Linked DNA regions of Mus musculus: region 2 is linked to region 1. A link is a contact called in public HiChIP or PLAC-seq data. All regions are on one chromosome and are shown on one strand. The core of a region is the stretch at or near the end of the contact, and the rest is flanking DNA. Distances in the headings are between cores, read along the strand shown.

What was found. HiChIP or PLAC-seq counts read pairs in DNA pulled down with a chosen protein or histone mark.
Region 2: an H3K27ac HiChIP or PLAC-seq map of embryonic stem cells shows a contact between it and region 1, with 6 read pairs. The contact joins the enhancer-like site here to the promoter of Slc2a4 in region 1. A contact is called at or near these places in 19 of 39 promoter capture datasets (the 3T3-L1 cell line, the C10 cell line, the HPC-7 cell line and 13 more), 3 of 484 Hi-C or Micro-C datasets (the G1E-ER4 cell line, bone marrow-derived macrophages and pancreatic cancer cells), 11 of 115 datasets of contacts at active chromatin or transcription factors (the HPC-7 cell line, T-cell acute lymphoblastic leukemia, craniofacial prominence and 8 more) and 3 of 9 other capture datasets (adipose tissue, liver and macrophages).

What each region holds. Positions count from the first base shown.
Region 1 is chr11:69,945,676-69,952,887 of GRCm38.p6, forward strand. It overlaps Slc2a4 (solute carrier family 2 (facilitated glucose transporter), member 4), which reads right to left and starts at 2,515. Exons shown (of 11, transcript NM_009204.2): 1 at 2,274-2,515; 2 at 893-1,009; 3 at 611-783; 4 at 394-518; 5 at 163-278; 6 at 1-50. The coding sequence starts at 2,306. It also overlaps the pseudogene Gm12310.
Region 2 is chr11:69,702,713-69,709,830 of GRCm38.p6, forward strand. No RefSeq gene overlaps it. Among named protein-coding and RNA genes, the nearest start is that of Tnfsfm13, 10 kb to the left of the region's middle. Within about 2 kb of position 5,444, at least 49 of the 459 cell types and tissues checked have an H3K27ac peak or open chromatin away from gene starts, as enhancers often do. A contact at or near this core is called in T-cell acute lymphoblastic leukemia, embryonic stem cells, hippocampal neurons and 2 more, where this site is marked.

The sequences.
Region 1 (7,212 bases), core at 1,265-3,764:
AGCAGTGGCCACAGGGTAGCTGTGCCCAGCATAGACTCCAAGCCCAGCACCTGTAGGAAAAGACAGGAAAGAGGAAAAGTGACTTTGCTCTTCCTTCCAGCCCAAATGCAGGCGTCCTCTCCAACTCCTACTCCAGCTCCCCACAAAGCCAGGTCTTTTTACCTGGGCAACCAGAATGCCAATGACGATGGCCAGTTGGTTGAGTGTTCCCAAGGCACCCCGAAGATGAGTGGGGGCGATTTCTCCCACATACATGGGCACCAGCCCTGATGTTAGCCCTGGGCAGAAGGAAGAAGAGAGAGCCGAGGATAGCTGCATATTCCATATAGAAGCTCATACACATACATTAAGGAGAGCAGAGGCACAGAGTAGAGCCATAGCACCTGTGGGTACCTGAGTAGGCGCCAATGAGGAACCGTCCAAGAATGAGTATCTCATAGGAGGCCGCGGCATTGGCTAGGCCCATGAGGGCGCCCCCCAACACGGCCAAGACATTGTTGGCCAGCATAGCCCTTTTCCTGGCAGGCACACAGAGAGGAGGGCTGGTCACGACACCCATGCTGTGGCCCTCCGTCCTACTCCTCCCCTCCTCTGCCCTCCAGCTCCATACCTTCCCAACCATTGAGAAATGATGCCAATGAGAAAGGAAGAGATCATGCCACCCACAGAGAAGATGGCCACGGAGAGAGCCCAGAGCGTAGTGAGGGTGCCTTGTGGGATGGAATCCGGTCCCCCAGGACCTTGCCTACCCAGCCACGTTGCATTGTAGCTCTGTTCAATCACCTGGTTGCGAGGGAGGGGGGGGAATATGGGAGTAACTCTAGAGACCTTTCTCTTTCCACTGCCTGATATACCCCGCCCACCACACCCCAACAGCTGGTAGGTCACTCACCTTCTGTGGGGCATTGATAACCCCAATGTTATAGCCAAACTGAAGGGAGCCAAGCACAGCTGAGAATACAGCTAGGACCAGTGTTCCAGTCACTCGCTGCCGAGGGGGTTCCCCATCCTGGACAGACAGAAACAAAGGAAGGTATGTCATGTAGAGTCATGTTTGACTTCCTTCAGGGGCCCAGGCCTAGCTGCAGCATGAAGATTCTGGGCTCCATCCAACATACTGGATGAGAGAAAGTGGGCCATATTAGGAATTGTACAAAGATCTCACTGTAAACAGAACGCCACAGGAACCTGGGCATGTAGGAAAAAACCGATCTCTGTGTCCACACCACAGGCAAAAGTTTGAGGATCTGGACCTCAAAATTCCCCTGTGACCTTGAGACAGACTCAAGACTTGTGTGACCTTGGGTAAGTCACTTCCCCACTCTAAACTGAACCTGGATTTCCTCTTCTGTCAGGTGATATTGCCTCCCTCGGCTACCTGTCAGTCTGTGAAAACACTTGAAAAATCAAAATCAACTATAACAGTATCCCAGACAGTGCCTGTTTTATAAACTAATATAAATAATGTTTTAACATCACCTCTAGCCCTTGTCTCTTCCTTCTGGAAGTTCTCTCAGCTTGCTCCAGTAGGCCGTAAACAGGCCCAAGAATGGCTAGTCCAGAAAGGGCGTCTGGGTCATTGCTTTGGGGTAGCCTTTTAGGTCTAGGCCTAGCCAACCCTCAGCTCCTAAACTGGGACCAAGTACTCGGGGATGTGAGGGGGGATTTTAGCAGGGAGAGAGAGCCATGCCCAGGGGAAGAGGAGGGATGGTAGTGAGTGGTGTGAGGGGCGGTGGCAGTGGTGGCTACTGCTGGCGGCACAGTCTGTCTCCAAGAGGAAACCTGAGCTGGGGGGGGGGGCTGACACTCCCCTCTGCCCCTCCACCCACCGCAAGGCCGAGAGAAAGTTCAGCCTCCTGGAAGACAGCCAGCAGTGGGGGTGGGGCCCCCGAAGTGCTCGGGTCCTAGAAACACCGTAAATCTGAACAGCTCCGGGAAGGGAAGGCGAGACTCTGGATCTACCATTCCAAATAGAGTCGTGGGCAGAGTGTCACCCCATGCAGTGCACAGTAGGCTAGGAGACAAGTTCTGGATTCCCGAGAATCCAGTCTCTCAGCCTGGGCGCGTAAAGAGTCTCTCGGACCCACTCTGTCTCTTGGCGGGATTGGAATTTGACAGTCACGGGTTGTCTAGGCTGAATATAAATAGCCAGCCCCCCATCTCCAACCCCTGCGCCTGCGCAAGAACCGCCTCCTAGCTGACCCCAACCCCAAACTCAGCCCAAGAAAAACTGGACCAGATTTCCCAATTCGCCCCGGTATGCTGAACCTTACGTCAGAGCCGATCTGCTGGAAACCCGACGGCATCTTGTTTTAAAAGAAGAAAAGACTCAGGCGCTGCAATAAGAAAAAAATGAATAGGGTATAGGGTCCGGGCCTGGCCGGCACGAGACCCCGGCGTTCGGAAGCCGTGTGCAAAGGGCGGGTCTGGTGGGACTCACTGCCACAACCCACGGAACCGGAGAGCACCAAGGCTCTCCGGGATCTAGTGAGACCCGCTTGAGGGGGAAAGATGCGGAGAGCTGAAGCCACCTCCCCACTCCCGCCCCGCCATAGGACACGCCCTTCACAACACCCATTGGCCAGGAGCCCGCACACCCCAAAAGGCCACGCCCCCACCCCTAGCCCTAGTGCTGGCTGGGGAGACACGCCCCTAAGGTTCCCGCCTGCTTCTGAGTTTTCAAAGTAGGGTCCTTGGAACAAAAGGCTCTTCCCGCCATCCAAAATCTTGGACTGCGAAATTTCTGAAAGAATTGAGTGCAGCTGGTCCCCCTGAAAGGTCGAAGAGGAGGGTATGGGCTACATGTACTTGCCAGGGTACGGGGTAACTCCAGCAGGATGACATAGAGCCCGCGTGTGTGTGTGTGTGTGTGTGTGTGTATGTGTGTATGCCCCGAAGTAACCCGGAGTGGCTATTTTTAGTTCCCACGTTAGGCTCCGCCAAATGTCAGGTCCCGGGTGTCCCAGCCTGTCCCAGGCGGGGGAGGGCAAAGGAGATGGAGCCTTAAAGGGTCCGCGACACGCTTCCCACGAGGAGATGATCCAAGGGACCAATAACTTCCGTTCCTAGTGTATCTGGAGACCATGCCTGATCGTCCTTTCTTTCCACGCATCTCTGGGCGGCGCGCTGCCTACTGGCCCATCCCCTCCACATAGTCTCTACACTGGTTCTTGGAGGGGACCCAAGGGACAGGTGCTCACGCCAGTCACACCACCCTCCCTGAAGTCCCTGAGCCTCCAGGCATGTGCTGGCCGCGTGGGCGACAAGCTTTCCAGAGTCAGCTACTGTTTTGGGTCTACAGCTGAGAGGGCACGACCTAAGCACGTCCAGGGAGAGAGCTGGCGAAGAATGTGGAGAGAGAGCTCAATTCAGAAAAAGGCCCAAGAGAAGTGCAAGGCTTCTGGCGCCACCTAGAGGGAGAGCGAGGAACCTTAGTGGATTGCACCAGGGTAGCTAACTTCTGGGGTGGCTCTCTTCTATTAACCCTTCCCCTGAGAGCTCAATAACCTACAACCCAGCCCTCTATGGAACGCCAGACCTGAGTCTAGCTGCCGCCAGAATGGTACCGTTTATATGACGAACACGTACAAGTATGGACCTCCTTCAAGTTCCTTTTCCCAAGGAGCTAACCAGTCACTTTCATGGTGTCTTCTCAATGTTGGTGTTTTGACTTCTCTTGCACATTGGTTTTCTTCATCCGTACCACTACCACTTTATTCTGGACTATCCTGTCATGACTGCTTTTCTTGCTTCTCCTCTTCCCTGAAGAGGAGGGTGGAGGGGCAAGAAAGATGGCTCAGCAGATAAAAGCATTGACTGCTCTTCCAGAATCAGGTTTGATTCCCAGCACACATGTGGAAGCTACAACCATCTGTAACTTCAGTTCCAGGGGCTCCAACACCCTTTTCTGGCTTCCACTGGCCCCAGGTACACATGTGGTACACAGACATATATGCAGGCAAAATGCCCATTCACATAAAAAATAATAATTAGGGGCTGGTGAGATGGCTCAGTGGGTAAGAGCATCTGACTGCTCTTCCAAAGGTCCAGAGTTCAAATCCCAGCAACCACATGGTGGTTCACAACCATCCGTAACGAGATCTGACTCCCTCTTCTGGAGTGTCTGAAGACAGCTACAGTGTACTTACATATAATAAATAAATAAATCTTTAAAAAAATAATTAAAAATAAAAAGAGAGAAGAATGTCCAGGGGTGGTGGGGCACATCTCTAACCCCAAGGCCAGCCTGGTTTACAGAGTGAGTTCCAGAACAGCCAAGGTTTCAAAACAAAACAAAACACCTAAGCCGAACACAACAAAAACAGGAGGGTAGATTACAATTTTCAAAGCACATCCCTTTTGTTTTGTTTTTGAGACAGTCTTGCAGTACCTGAAACTGACGTGGAACTCACTATATATTACACACTGGCCTCGAAGTTGCTGTTCTACCCAGAGTGTTGGGACTGTAGATCTGAGGTTAATTCCTGCCTAGAGTCACTGTCTTTTTCTTGTCCTGTGATCAAGTTTGGATTCTCCTACCCAGATCTTCCCCTTAACTGTCTCCTTTCTTGCCTCTACCCATCCTCTTCTTCCTCTTCATCCTCTTCTTCCTTCCTCTCCTCCCTTTTTTATCCTTCCTGCCCCTCTTTCCCTCTTCCTACTGGCCTAGAACTTATATGTCAGCTAGTCTGACCTTGAATTTGTGATACTTTGGCCTTAGCCTCATGAGGCCTGGGATTACACTTGGTGCATTTACCTGTCCCTGCAGTCTGGAATACCAGAGAATGCCTATTCATCCTCCAAAGCAAGGCTCTCGGGGATGGAGAGGTGGCGCAGTGGTTAAGGAAGCCTGTTGCAGAGGACCCAGGTTAAACTCCCAGCATCTACATGGTGACTCACAACCAACTGCAACTCCAGTTTCAGGTGATCTGACATTCTCTTCTGACCCCCTTGAGTATACATGTGGCACACAAATATGCATGCAAGTAAAACACCCAAATAAAATAAAATAAATAAATCTAAAGAAAATAAAAATAATTTTAAAGGTTCAATCAGATCCTGGCAGCAGTTGTAGAGGCTTAGTTCTCCTGTAGCTCTCTGTTTCCCTTTTGCTTCTGGAAACATGGCCTCTGGTGTGACCGTCTCTGATGGTGTCATCAAGGTATTCAGTGACATGAAAATTCACAAATCCTCAAGGCCAGAAGAAATGAAGCAATGCAAGAGGGTGGTGCTCTTCTGCCTGAGTGAGGAAAGGAAGGACATCATCCTGGAGGAGGGCAAGTCTTGGAAGCAGATGTAGGGCAGACTGTGGGTGAGTCCTCCTACACCACTTCTGTCAGGATGCTGCCAGACAAGGACTGACCGTCACTACACTCTCTAGGATGCAACCAAGGAGAGCAAGACAGAGGACCAACCTGCTGTTATCTTCTGGGCCCCTCAGAGTGCATCCCTTAAAAGCAAAATAATCTGTGCCAGCTTCAAGGATGCCATCAAGAAGCTGACAGGAATAAAACATGAATTACAAGCTAACTGCTACGAGGACATCAAGGCCCCCTGAACCCTGGTAGAGAAACTAGGTGGCGCTGTGGTCATCTTCCTGGAGGGCAAGCCTTTGAGAGGCTCCTCCAGCCCCTGCCTGGAGCATCTAACAGCCCTGGACCTGCTCTTGGGTGTTGCAGGCTACCCCTTTCCTGCCAGATCAGAGGGGTGGGGGTGGGGGGATCCCAGCAGGGGAGAACAATCCCTTCACCCCACTTGCCAAATGTCCCTCCATCCCACCCCCTGTACTTCCTCCTCCCTCCATCCCTGAGGGGTCTGGCCTTCCCAAGCTGCTTTTGATCCTCTGATTCCTCTTGGGTTGAAGCAGACCAAGTCCTGTCCTAGGCACCCAGTTTGGGGAGAGCCTGTATGTTTTTTTAAATGACAGCCCTACAACTCATTTCTCCCCATCCCATGGTGCCAACCTCTAACCACACTGGTTGGTGACTCTATGCTTGTCTGTTTAGTTCTGTGTGTAAATGAAATGTGGAAATGATGCTCCCTGCAGTAGCTGACTGCCCTCCCCTTTCCCTTGACCTTGACCATTCATGGAAGCAGGACCAGTAAGGGACCTTCAATTAGAGAGAGAGAGACAGAGAGACAGAGAGAGAGACAGAGAGAGACAGAGAGAGAGAACAATAAAAAGGCTAATTAACAAAATATAATTTAAAAAAAGCAAGACTTCCCTCCTCGGAGAAGACTTCTTGGCCTTTCTTGAAAATAGCAAATGTTCTCTGTTAGAGTCCATTCCTTTTCATTTCTTCTCTCTCTAATTCTATCTCAGGGGCAGATGGGCATCTTATTCATGCATCCAACTTAGAGCAGGGTATCCTAGCTATTTGCTGAGTTAATGAATGAATGTCTGCCCGCTGCTTATGGTGGACATTGTAGATGGGGCAATAATAATTTATAACCAGAAAGTAAGTGAGGAGATTGATGAGCGGGAGGGGGACTGAGTGTGAAGGGAGAGAGATGTGGGAATGCTGGGATACCATCAAAGGGCAATGGCACGGAGAGAAGAACAGAAAAGAGGGTTAGAGAGGCAGACAGGCTCGACAGAGGTGAAAGTAGTGTGGCAGATGGTTACAGGGCTGGATGCTGGTGTCCTAGGTCCCTAGGTACCATCCTGCCATGGTTTATTCTGCTCTCATTTTGAGGTTTCTCAGGTATCCTAGGTGGTTTTTATTTTATTTTAGTGTGTATGGGTGGAGAGTGGAGGTGAGGGGCAGGGAAGCTAGTGCCAGCAGAGACCAGAAGAGGGCATCATATCCCCTAGAACTGGAGTTACAAGCTGTTGTGGGTTGCTTGATGTGTAGGTATTGGAAAGTGAGCCTGGGTCCTCTGGAAGAGCAGTAAGCATTAAGTGCTAAGCTATCTCCAGCTCTCCAAGCCTAGGTGTTTAAATGCATAGAAAGTGGAATCAGATCGTTTAAGGAGTGCAGAGGCTGGGTATGATGGTGCTCACTTTTAATCCTAACACTAGGGATACAGAGGCATGTGGACTTCTAGGAGGCCAGCCTGCTCTACATAGCCAGTTTCAAGCCAACAGGGCTACATAGTGAGACTCTGTCAAAAAAACAAAGTCAGGTGGTGGAGTCACAGCGCCTTTAATCCCAGCTCTCTGGGAGCAGAGGCAGATGATCTCTGAATTTGAGGTGAGCCTGGTCTACAGAG
Region 2 (7,118 bases), core at 4,194-6,693, 240 kb before region 1:
GGCCTTTCTTTGTCCTTCATGATATTGATAATTTTGGGCTAGAGCCTGTTGTCTTTTTTTTTTTTTTTTTTTTTTTTTTTTTAAAGATTTATTTATTATTTTATGTAAGTACACTGTAGCTGTCTTCAGACACACCAGAAGAGGGAGTCAGATCTTGTTACGGATGGTTGTGAGCCACCATGTGGTTGCTGGGATTTGAACTCTGGACCTTCGGAAGAGCAGTCGGGTGCTCTTACCCACTGAGCCATCTCACCAGCCCCTAGAGCCTGTTGTCTTATAGAACACTTCCCAGTTGGTTTTCTCCTGGTTAACCTCAGGCGATGCTGTTTGAGAGGGATACTGTGGACCACTGCTGTTTCCTCTGTGTGTTTGTCAGGAGACCTGAGGCTCAACTCATTCCGTATTGCTAAGTTAACCAATGGACTGGCTACAGTGGTGTCTGCTGGGCTCCGGGACCTGAAGTTACCTTTCCGTCTTATAAAGAATCAGTATTTTGCTGGGCGGTGGTGGCGCACGCCTTTAATCCCAGCACTTGGGAGGCAGAGGCAGGCAGATTTCTGAGTTCGAGGCCAGCCTGGTCTACAAAGTGAGTTCCAGGACAGCCAGGGCTACACAGAGAAACCCTGTCTCCAAAAAACAAAACAAAACAAAAAAGAATCATTATTTTGTGGAAGGACATTCAGAGGCTCTATAACAGTTTCCTGCCAGGGACCAGCCTCAGCTTGGAGAGGGGTTCTGTGGAAGGGGTGTCAAATCATGGTGGCCTATGTTTGGCTGGAGACAGCTTTCCAGGTGCTCTCTCTAAGTTTCGTTATCTCTGGCCATCTCCAGACAACTCTCTCTAGACAACTTTCTCTTGCTATTCAGAGTTCTCCAAGGGGTTCTTTTTTTCCTATTTGAAAACATTCACTGGGGCTGGTGAGATGGCTCAGTGGGTAAGAGCACCCGACTGTTCTTCCAAAGGTCAGGAGTTCAAATCCCAGCAACCACATGGTGGCTCACAACCATCCGTAACAAGATCTGACTCCCTCTTCTGGAGTGTCTGAAGACAGCTACAGTGTACTTACATATAATCAATAAATAAAATCTTTAAAAAAAAAAAAAAAAACAAAAAAACATTCACTGAATGTTGAATGTTTTCATCTCTGCATATCTTTTTTTTTTTTTTTTTTTTTTTTGGTTTTTCGTCTGTTACACACAATTGCTGAGCTAGCTGGGGTGGTGGTGGTGGTGGGGGGCTCTGTTCTGAAATTACCATTTCTACCACACCCGGCCTGACCTTGCTCTGTCCCAGGCCGACCTTGAACTCAAAAATCTCTCTGCCTTTGTAGCAATAACAAAGGAACAAACTTCCTTAGTATCTTCTGACAAGTTGGCTCACAGTGAGGCTGCTTTTGTTCCTTTAGATTCATCTTTTATACTGTATCTTTATATTTTGCATGACTGAGAACCCATAAATTCTGAACTTCTGTTTTGAGAGTTCTTTTCCATGGCCTTAAAGTGTGGTCCTGAAGGTCCCAGTCTGTAGCATTTTGCTGAGCATTAGCCACACCTTCCTGTCCCGGATGTCTCCAGTCTCTAATTATCATATTATCATGAAGTCATTAACTTTAACCCCATGACATTCCTTAGAGAAAGAATACAAACCATGTACATTTATTATACAAACAAGCCCAACGCCCACAGTAGCCATCCACAACCCAGGATTCTATAGACTGCCAGTCCTGTTCCAAGGGCAGGAACCGCATTCAGCCCCCACCGAGGCCACACCACCCGCCCCTCAGTTTCCTTCAGCTTCCACCTGGCCTGAGCAGTTGCTGGTTCCTGACTAGCCTCCACTTACTATTGACAGGCTGCCACAAGTTGTAAGCCACAGACTCATTATTCATGTGTATTTTAAAATGTATCAAGATGTATTAAATCATTATCCATTTTAATACTTGGATTTGTTTCAGTTTGTTTACTACAGAGCTTTCCTGTCTGCTAATCCGGTTCTGTCTCAGCCTCCCAAATGCTGAGGTTATGAGCATTCACCACAAAGTCGGCTTCTCTCAGCTCACCTGCATTCCTTCCCTCCCCTCCCCTCCCCTTCCCTTCCCTTCCCTCCCCTCCCCTTCTCTTCCCTTCCCTTCCCTCCCCACCCCTCTCCTCCCCTCCCCTTCCCTTCCCTCCCCTTCCCTTCCCTCCCCACCCCTTCCTTTCCCCTTCTCCTTCCCTTCCCTCCCTCCTTTCCTCTCCCTCTCTATCCCACTCAGAACCCTTCTCTTGAGGAACTCTGCTCCCTTTCTGGGGGAAGGGTGCCTAGGAACTATGGTCTAAGCACTGAATGTGCCTCGCTGTGTGCCTGTGTCTAGGCTCTGTGCAGACAGAGATGGGAGATGCAAATAGTGAACAGGTGTTGCCTGCAGCTTAGAGTTCTCATCTGTACAATGGTAAAAAAAGCTATATGCTTTCTGTACCCCACATTCTAGAAGTCTGAGTGGCTGTTTTCCACATCCAGTGACATTCAGTCTGTCATGGAGCTGGGCAGTGGTAGCTGCCCTCGATCCCAGGCAGTCCCCCCCTCTCCAAGAAATGACTGCACCCTACCTACCGTATAGATGTGATGTACACAGATGTGAGAAGGTTGGGCAGATCTAGCATCCTCACTTGGCCACTGTGAGGTTTTGGGATTTAAACCCATTGAGAGTTATCATAAAAAGTCATGGCACTTCTGATCTGGTCCGACACACCAACTGCTGCCTCACAGTGCTTCCCAAGGGGTCCTTGTCACCAGAGCTGTGTGTTTATCATTGCCCTGGTCAAGCTTGCTCTCTGGGGTCTGCCTCCCACACTTCACACAGCCATGTGCACGCTAATACTGTTAATCTTTTTTTTTTTAAGATTTATTTAGCTGGGCGTGGCAGCCCACGCCTTTAATCCCAGCACTCGGGAGGCAGAGGCAGGTGGATCTCTGAGTTCGAGGCCAGCCTGGTCTACAAAGTGAGTTCCAGGACAGCCAGGGCTATACAGAGAAACTCTGTCTCGAAAAAAAAAAAAAAAAAAAAAAAAAAGAAAAGAAAAGAAAAGAAAAAAAAAAGATTTATTTATTTATTATATGTGAGTACACTGTAGCTGTCTTCAGACATTCCAGAAGAGGGCATCAGCTCTTATTACAAATGGTTGTGAGCCACCATGTGGTTGCTGGGAATTGAACTCAGGACCTCTTAACTGCTGAGCTATCTCTCCAGCTCCAAGACTGTTTATCTTAAGGTCCATATCTCTCCTGGCCCAGCTTGTACATGGCACACAGTAAGACTTTTTTTTTTTTTTTTTGGTTTTTCGAGACAGAGTTTCTCTGTATAGCCCTGGCTGTCCTGGAACTCACTCTGTAGATGGCCTCGAACTCAGAAATCCGCCTGCCTCTGCCTCCTTAGTGCTGGGATTAAAGGCGTGCGCCACCACACCTGGCTTTTTTTTTTTTTTTTTTGAGGTTTTTTCCATTTCCAGAAACCAAACCCCACCACAGCCGGGCATGGTGGTGCACACCTTTAATCCCAGCACTAGGGAGGCAGAAGCAGGCGGATTTCTGAGTTCGAGGTCAGCCTGGTCTACAGAGTGAGTTCCAGGACAGCCAGGGCTATACAGAGAAACCCTGTCTCGAAAGAAACAAAAAACAAAAAAACAAAAAACAGAACAACGACAACAACAAAAAACCTGGTTCATGATAGGCAAGTGCTCTACTGCTGACATGTGCTGACTCTCTCTCTCTCTCTCTCTCTTTGTCCCTTTTCTTGCTTGTTTACTAAGAAGCACAGCATGGTACAAAGTATTTGCAGGGGGAAGCATGTTCAGGGTGGAGGCAGAGTGGCCAAGGTCAGCAGAAAGCAAAGTTTGATAATGTTGGCAAAGAGGACACCGGATTCAGCTGCCTCAGGACTGAAGACCACAGTCCAGGGGGGAAAGTTGGGTTTCCAGAAACAGAACCCCCTACCCATCTAAGACATGGGCCCCAGAATCAGTGTGAGCCTTACCAAGTCCACACCTGGACAAGGACACCGAACTAAAGTTCCCTCTGAGGAAGTCTTAGGTTGGTATAGCTCCCCACAGTCAGCCCTCTGTCTTCCTCCCTCTTCACCATTCAGTCTGTAGCTGCCCTCAGGTTAAGGCTGAGCCGGTCGGTCGTCCTTCCTAGCCAGCCTCAGCACCTGACTATGTTGGCAACCTGCTGTGTTGGCTCCGAGGCTAATGTGATTGGTCTGGCTTGGCTCCTGGCCCTTGGCACCTTCTTTGGGCTTGGCCCTGAGCTGCAACTTGACTCACTTCTGTTTTAGCTCTGATGTGTCACACCATCTGTCCTCCCTCCAAGCAAGAGAGCAGGCAGTAGGAGCCAACTGCCCTGCAAACTCAGGAACAGTTACCTGAAAGTGCTCCTTGGCAGTGTTAGGACTTTAATCCCAGCAGAGGGAGGCAGATGTCTGTGAGTTTGAGGTCAGTTCACAGAGTGAGTTCCTGGATAGCCAGGGCTACACAAAGAAACCCTGTCCCTAGATAAATAAATAAATAAATAAATAACTGCAACAAACCCCATGAACATCCTGAGTGGTGGACCAGCCAGCTGTTAACCCTTTGTGTAGCAGTGGGCTAGGCAATGAGGCGAGGCGCCTGCTTTGTTGATTAGCTTTCCTACAGTAAATCAGTCTTAAGGAAGCAAAGTTTGTTTCTATTTTAGAATTCAGAGGTTTTAATCCCTAGTATCTGGGCTCCTTCAGGCCATGGAAAGCAGAGCATCATGGGAGGAGGTAACTCCCGCCTGTTTTTAAATGGGAATCAGGATCCCCACAATCCCTTCAGGATTTTTCTCCCACAGGCCTTCTCTCCCACAGGCCTTCTCTCCCACAGGCCTCACCACCCACCTCCTAGTAGCACCGCACGCTGGGACAGATGTTTGGAAGGCATTTAAGATACAGACTATAGCACCTGGATTCTGCCCTCCACTGGCTTTTGGCGCTGGGAAGACTTCCTGTATGGGTCATTGTAGAGACCCTTTAATACACCCTCATGCTGTGGTGACCCCAACCATAACATCATCATCATCATCACTATTATTATTATTTTGGTTTTTCCAGACAGGGTTTCTCTGTATAGCCCTGGCTGTCTTGGAACTCACTCTGTAGACCAGGCTGGCCTCGAACTCAGAAATCTGCCTGCCTCTGCCTCCTGAGTGCTGGGACTAAAGGCGTGTGTCACCACTGCCCCTGGCTTGTTTTTGTTGTTGTTGTTTTAAGGTGAAGAATTATTTGTGTGTGGCCTTCCCAGCCTTGAGCAGACTGAACAGACCTCGAGTGCTGGCCACAATGGACCTTATCTACCTTAGTGGTGTCACCTGCCTTGGCTGTACGTGCCTTAGGTGGAGTCACCTGCCTGGGTTGCCTGTGTAATTCCCCACAGGAATTTAGAAGAATAGACTGCCCACAGACCTTGCTTTGCAACATAATCCAGCTGAAATGGAGGATGGGGTGTGTGGGCTTGCCCTATACAAAGGCAGTGCTGAATACTAAACTTGTAGCCTTGATCAGTACCTTGTTTTGGTTTCATTCTTCTCCCCCTAACCCCCCCCCTTTTTCATTTCCAGCCCCCCTTTCAGGTAAACCCAGCTTGGCCATGGCCACTGGATGCCTACATTTGTGGTACAAAAATACCAAATAAAACTCAGTGGAAACATGAGATCATTGGTTTTTGATGCAGACTGGCCTCAGACTGGTTATGTAGCTGAAGATGATGACGTGAACTCCTGTTCTTCCCAAATGCTGGGATCAAAGGCAAAAGCCGAAGCCACCCACCCATCCATCTACTTTGGACAGGGTTTCACTATGTAGCAGGTGAGACTGACCTCAGGCTCCCCAAAACCCCCTGCCTGAGCCCCCCAATTTCTGGTACTATACATGCGGCCTTTTTGTTTGTTTGGGTTATATGAAACCATTGAAGGGGCTCACTCTGAGACACATTGTGAAGTGAAAGAAGAAAAATGTTAATGTTTCCTGTGTGTAGGCACAGCTAGGTACTGGAAGGGGAATCTCCAGGAAGGAACAGCAGGGGACCACCGCCACCATCCCCCTTACACCTGCAGGCCTGTTGTAAATCAAGAGAAAAACTGTTGTTTGGTTTGCAAAGGAGGGAATTAACTAAATTCCACCCTTTCCCTTGAAATACTGGAAACTGAACATAAGACTTCCTCCATGTTGGTTGAGCTCTCTACCACTGAGCTACACAGCACTCTTTAAAGGTGTGTCTCTATCCCCTGCCTTGAGCCCAAGGGAACCCCACCATGCCCATGCTGCCTTTGGCTTCCTGGCCCAGTGATACCTTGAGGCCATCTGTTTCTGGCTTTGGACGCTCTCTCATTTATATTTTCCTGTTTTCTCTGTCCCAGGAGGCAAGACCTCTGACTTCCTGCACCAACAGATGCCCTCTTGCCAGAGCCTCTGAGGAAGAGTTTAAGGAGCAGTATTTAAAGGTGGAAGCACAGAGTAGTGACTCCTGCTGACTTTAGACCAAGTACTTAGGCCAAAAAGTTGTTTCTGTTTTGTTTGTTTAGCACAGCATGTATTTATGTTTTGGTTTGTTTTTGAAACAGTTTCACACTGTAGCCCAGGGTATCTAGGACTCACTACTGTAGCCTAGGCGGTGAGTGTTTGGTGACCTCTGGGAACACTGCTCCCAGGCTTGGAGTTTCAGATCTGGTGTGTAAGACTGGAATAGGCATCTCCAGTGACAACTGTGTGTCATCCAATCAGCAGCCCCATAATCTGATCCCACCACTCAGTGTTCTGCCCAGCCCTGCAGAAGGGGGACCTAGGCAAAAGCTGTGCCTGAGGCTGATCGCTGGCCATCACACAGGCAGGCCTGAAGGCCTTCATCTCTACCCAGAGCCCTGCATGGGACTGAGGTAGCAGAGCTTTTAGTTGGAAGGAATAGAAACCAACCCCGGGAGGTATCAGCAGGAAATGAGATGAAGAGCCATGCAGAGCTCCTAGAGTCTCTGGGAAGATTGTAGAATCAGATTAGAACATCGACCTGGGTGGAGAAAACCCGCAGTGAGGGCCACTGCTCTCTGCAGAGGCTATTCCCTCCCTAGT